Regions from separate parts of the Cricetulus griseus genome. Here region 1 is linked to region 2. A link is a contact called in public Hi-C data. All regions are on one chromosome and are shown on one strand. Each heading gives the region's core, a stretch centred on a gene start, on an enhancer-like site or on the middle of the called end of the contact. The rest is flanking DNA. Distances are from core to core; before and after follow the strand shown. Region 1 has its middle 63 kb from the start of Msn. Region 2 has its middle 74 kb from the start of Msn.

What was found. A called contact is a pair of places that touch in the nucleus more often than the background predicts.
Region 1: a Hi-C map of liver shows a contact between it and region 2, with 4 times the contacts expected there. The contact joins two enhancer-like sites. A contact is called at or near these places in 4 of 8 Hi-C or Micro-C datasets (the CHL-YN cell line, the CHO-K1 cell line and liver).

The regions. Positions count from the first base shown.
Region 1 is chrX:74,129,976-74,132,898 of CriGri-PICRH-1.0, reverse strand. No RefSeq gene overlaps it. Among named protein-coding and RNA genes, the nearest start is that of Msn, 63 kb to the right of the region's middle. Within about 2 kb of position 1,463, at least 1 of the 6 cell types and tissues checked has open chromatin away from gene starts, as enhancers often do.
Region 2 is chrX:73,992,713-73,995,707 of CriGri-PICRH-1.0, reverse strand. No RefSeq gene overlaps it. Among named protein-coding and RNA genes, the nearest start is that of Msn, 74 kb to the left of the region's middle. Within about 2 kb of position 1,362, at least 1 of the 6 cell types and tissues checked has open chromatin away from gene starts, as enhancers often do.

The DNA.
Region 1 (2,923 bases), core at 214-2,713, 140 kb before region 2:
CAGTCCTGGAAATTGTGGCGGTCTTTTTATTTTGCCACACAAGTAATAGGATTACAGGCACGCACCACCACACCTGACTCAATATTTCCTTATTTAAAATTGATGAGAATTTTCCCATAGCTACAGAAAGATAATACAGTGAAGATATTGAAATATCTTTAATTGGAGTAAATTCTGTCATTAGTTAAGAAGGCTTCCTTGTCTCTCATATGAACACTTCTAAGGCATCAGCTACTTTGTTCCCAGACCCAGTTTCATGGTACAATGACACTCCTCCTAAACCTGCCTACTTTGCCTGTGGCAGAAAACCTCCTGGCTTTGCTCTCTAAGTTCTGGCTTCCTGTTTCTGGTGAGTGGATGGGAAGAACTAGTCTTCTAACACACACTTTGGAATGGATCCCTCTTATTAAGAAGGTCTGGAAGTCTGTGGGCTTATGACAGCCTGTGCCTGGCCCTATCTGGTGAAGCAGGCTTCTTGGCCATTCTGTCTCAACCTTTTTAAGTTGCCTTAGCTCATTGTCAGGCTGGGCCTGCATGCTCATCTCAGACCCATAGAGGGCGATCAAGCCAAGTTTATGAGAAATGATTCTGGGTGTGGCCTCTCCCTGGCTTCACTTCCTTTCCACTACTTGTAAAACTAGAACCGCAGGCTGTCAGAATCACAGTATATGTCAGATAATTTGTATTTAGATCTCTTTATAACGAAGACAAAGAAACGTTGGGTGTAGCTCTGTAGTAGATTACTTGCCTAACATGCTCAAGGTCCTGGGTTCCATCTCTAGCCACTGAGGTTAAAAAAATCTAGAAGAAACTGCGACCTAAAGAATGACTGAAGACAGCCTACACTAGGATAATTACACATTCCGTGTCAATAAACTTAAAGCCCATATTTCCTGGGTCCTATTTAAGAACTCATATACAAAGCCTACTAAAATGCTTCTCTTATGGTTGTGGAAACTGAGGACCAAGAAAGAAGTTGTCTAAGAAATACGGTTGTGGCAAAGCTAGGGTTGGCTTCAAGTCCACTAAGTAGCACCCCAGGATTCTGAAAATGCAATGCTAGGATTCTAGCTCATTCTATTTGCTACAGGTACAAAGGACTCTGAGAGGGAATGACATTTACCAGCAGCTGCCAAGTGAATTAGTGGCTGTTACCTGGCTTTTAGAACTAGGACTGAATGAAAATTTGGTCCCCAACTTTTAGTCTTACAGGGACCCCCAATAGTTTAGTGAACCCTGAATCTCAGAATTACATTTCAAAAGTACTGGCCAGTCCTTACTTGTTTTGTCCCCCAAGAGCCTGGCATCTGTGGTAAACTGTGTATGTAGGGGAAGCTGTCTACCTCTGTTCAGTTCTCCTCTCCAAAGGAAAAAAAAAAAAAAACCTCTTAACAAAAACCTCACCTCATTTCTCCCCTGTCAAGGCCTCAGGCTTTGAGAGTGAGAGGATGACTCACTCTGTGCCCACAGTCGCCTCTGTGGAGAACATAATTGCTAGCTAGGATGTCACCATAGCACCCAGCCATCACATTTGCAGAGCTTGTTTTTGTCAAAGCTCTTTCCTATCTTTATTTTTGCTGCTACTTCCCTAAGCCCCAGGGAGCCAGATGAGGCAGAAGATGTCATTACCTCTTCCTTTACGAAAAAGAAAATGACTTGTGAGGGATGGATAAGGGACACCTGACCAAGTTTGGGACAAACTGAGACTAAATCTCCCGATCCTTCATTTTCCAAGTTTCTGTAGTGTTCTGCATCAATACCCAGATCCCCAGAGGAAGTACCAGCATCCGGCAAATACTGGGTAGCAGCTACCTCTCTCATTTATTAATGACTAAGCTGGAGCCAGACACTGTGTTTGCCTTTCATTGAACACAAAAAGACAAAACCAAAATTTCCCTCAAACCCTATCCTTCAGTGTTCTCAATCTACATATTGGTTATGTCACCCCCCACCCAATGACAATCTTCTTGTTCCTTTGACAAAGTGATCCAAACAATGACTTTCAATTCTCCGTGCTGAACTACTTTTGCAATTTTTTCAGAGCACTTGATTAGGAGTGAGAAAGACCCACATTCCCCACCCAGTTTGTCCATGCTTCACATTGCAGCAAAGGATGTACCTATAAGATGAGTTTGCACATTTGCAAGGTGGTAGGGTTTAGGGAGCAGTGGGAATATCCTTGCTAAAACCTTTGGCTGGGGCTGGTAAGATGACCTCAGAGGCATGAGTACTTAAGGACCTGACTTCAATCCCCAGAAACTAGGTAAAGGTGGTAGGAGGTAATTGACTCCATACACAGAGTTGTCTTAATAATAATAGTAACAACAATAACATTACTACTAATAAAGACTATTTTAACCAGGTCATCTAGGAGAAGAAGACTCTAATCAGTGGAATCTTCTTTTTAGAAGAAAAGTTGAAGCATAACAAATAGCAGGTCTTGCTATGGGACCATTTTGTATTATTTTGTTGTTTCCTTTCTTTTCACTTTGCTTTGAGACAGGGTCTCAATATACAACCCAGGCTAGCCTGGAGCTTACTATATCTAGTCTGGCCTCAACTCTCAATCCTCCTGCCATATCCTCCATAGTGCTATGTACTACCACACATGGCTTCTATAAGATGCTCTACCTTGCTGTTTTGCTCTGTAAGCTGTAGTACAAGGATAGCTTATACTTCCTAAAGGTCCCAAATGGATACTTCTGTTCACCAAGAACACCCATGAATCACCAGAAATGTTTTAGATGGGAAGCTATTTTTGGTCAGGTTCTAGGTTTGAGGAGGAAGTGACACACTGGTAGAATTGGGAGTGGCGGGGGGAAGGGAAACAAAGGAAGACATAGAAGACAAAGAGCCATATAAGAGGATCTGTATAAACCCTTCACCTTGGAGTTAATATCCAGAACAAAAGCAATCATTCAAA
Region 2 (2,995 bases), core at 113-2,612:
AAAAAAAAAACTGACCATGGGGTCTACAGCACTGTAACAGCAACACTGGAGGTCAGCATGGATTACACAGCGAGTTTCAGACTTTTCCCTAAATAAATCACAAACCACAAAGTAAATAAATCAATAGAGAAAAGGAACAGGGTAGAAAATATGCAGAGTAGAGCTTGTGTCAGAAGTAAGTGTGGCTATAAGAGCAGCACATTTCGTATGCCGTGTTCTGTATTATAACTGGCTCCATGATATCATTTTAGCAGTTGACACATGACGATTTTTAGGATGCCACTCAGAGAGCTGAGTCAAGTGTCTGTGTAGTTAGTGTCTTCAGTGTTTCTTTTTGGAAGATAGTTTTGTTTATATATGTACATGAATGTTTTGCCCACATGTGTATTTGTGCACTGTGTGCATGCCTGCCGCCTTAGAGAGCGGAAATGTGTGTCAGATCCCCTGGAACTAAAGTTACAGAAGGTTGTGTGCTGCCATGTAGGTGCTGAGACCTGAACCTGTGTCCTGCTAGAGCAGTCAGTACTCTAAACCTACTGAGCCATCTCCAACCCCACTTTATTCTTTCTTACAACTTCATATGAGTCTTTGATATGACTTAGCTTATAAAACTGAGTGGGAGAGGAGGAGGTTGGTGGGAGAGTGAACATGAACACAAGCCAACTGCATATATGAAAACATCATAATGAAACTTGTTATTTTGTACACTGTAGATAAACAGTGACTCCATGTATTTGCCAATGACACGGCAATACTATATACAATAATGTTTTTTTTTTTTTCTGGAAGCTCTCAAACTTGAATTAAGTAAATAAATGAAATTCCAGCATATTTATACAACATATTACTTGGAAATATAAGTAAATGTACTAGTAAAACACACATCTAGGTGAGCGCATAGACATTATGTTGTATAGAACAAGGAAAACATGAAAGAGGATATGTAGTATAATTCTTTTTTGATTTAAAAACCAAGTTATACTTTGAAAGAACAGCATATAAAATGTTATTAGTGCTAGAGTCCTGGTAATCCAGGTAAAGCCCCACAGCAGTATTAGAGCATGTGACTCCTTCACATTTACCGTCAGAAGACAAATCCACCATGGGTAATAAACACAGAGCAGAGATCCACCATTCAATACAATCCCAACAATGAGTCATTTCATGCAAAAATAGGTCAGGACTCTAAGTCAGCAGGCTGCTCTCTTGCTGTGTCTAATTAAAATTTTTGAAGCAGGAAGTGTAGTTAATGCTTGAAGTTTTAATTTCAACAAGAAATTCTGGAAATGCCGCAGCATCCCCAAGTGAAGGAAGGGAGCCAGCCGCATTGTCTATGTCTAAGAGAAACAGAGCCTGTTCCAAGCAGCGAGCAAGCGAGCTGTGTCTAAGAGGAAATGCTGCTATCTGTCCTTAGAAAGTGCCATCTGGAAGATGGGGAAGTGGGAGCCATGATGTCATTCCTCCATCTGTCCATATGCCCGTAAGCACACTTTAATCAACTGTCAATGACTGATACTCATATTTTGAATGGTAAAATGGAGGTGCAGCAGTAACAAGAAAGAAAAGCCACTCATAGAAATGGCAACATGAGATTCCACTGAGTTTTAGAAAGAAATGACCACACATAAACAAAAATTGGAGTGGGGAGAAAGCCACATCTGCTTCCCATCAGCAAACAGTCAAAGCACAGGACACCAGAGAGGCTGAGTTAGCTGACGGACGTGCCCGAGAATTTAAAAACATGCATACATCTGGATGCCTGGCTCAACCAAGACAATTCTCTGAGAAGCTTGAAATAATGTATCACCTGAAGTCCGTGAAATCTACATGCCTGGGAAAACGGAAACTATTTCAAGTGGAAGCCTGATTTGAACGATTTCTGTATCTCTAAGACATACTCCTCTGCAAATCTTTCCTTTCCAGTTCCTGCATGCTGTCTTGGATAAGATTAACAGAAAGACCTGTCATCTGCACAGCCCGGAGGCATTGCTCAGGGCTGCAGGCTTAAGGCATGCCCATCACCACCCTGTGCATTCCCAGGAGGAAGCAGGTCCTTTCCAAATGGCACCAGTTTCGGGAGCACTTAGCCATAGGCCTACAGTGCCCAGCATCCATGGCTACCAAATACAGCAGACCACTCACTAGCCCTCAGCCCTCAGCCCTCACTATTGTTTCACCAGCACTTAGAGAATCTGCAATGCTGTCAACCCCGCTGCCTGCTACCAGAGAGAAAATGACTCCAGTAGCTGCCATTCAGTTACGATTCCATTTATGTGGCATTCTAGAGCAGGTGTGGTTTCGTGGAGCTAGACTGGAGCTGGAGAGGAGCATTAAGGAAAAAAGTGAATACAAATAAATCTTTGTAAAGAAGGGGTCTTTCACCATGTTTGATTCTTCATCCTAGGCAAAAAGAAGGGGTTTAGAACATAGTAAGGGGTTTAGTTCATAGTAATAGGAACTTAAAGAAGCTATAATCTATTGTCTATTTTTCAGAAGAGTGTAGCTTGAGGAGCCTGGTTGTGTAATTTGAACCTAGTTCTACTTGTCTAATCCTGTACAAATAATAACTTCTTGCTGTACTGGGCTTTATATCTGCAAAGTAATAATATCTGTATACTTCAGAGTTTTGTGGATTATAAAATAAGTTATTACATGTCAGAAAAATTCTTTCACTGAAAAAGTTGGAAAGTAATACCTTATTTCTCAGTGTACATTTGGTGCATTTAAAATAGATGGCTGAGTGTAGAGTATTCCATAGTAAGTGTAGGGGCATATCCCAGAAAACTCAGAAGGTGGAAGCAGGAGGGTTATAGGTTCAAGGTCTACTGGGACCATAAAGCAAGACACTGTTGGAGAGCCACTGTTCTGAGGCTAGAATAGACCAAAGCTTGCATGGAGAGAGAAGGGACTTTTGCCTTGGTTTACAAAACTGCCAACCACAGATCCACTTGGAATTTGTTTCATGAGTATATTCTCTGGGTCTTACAGGCCTGAG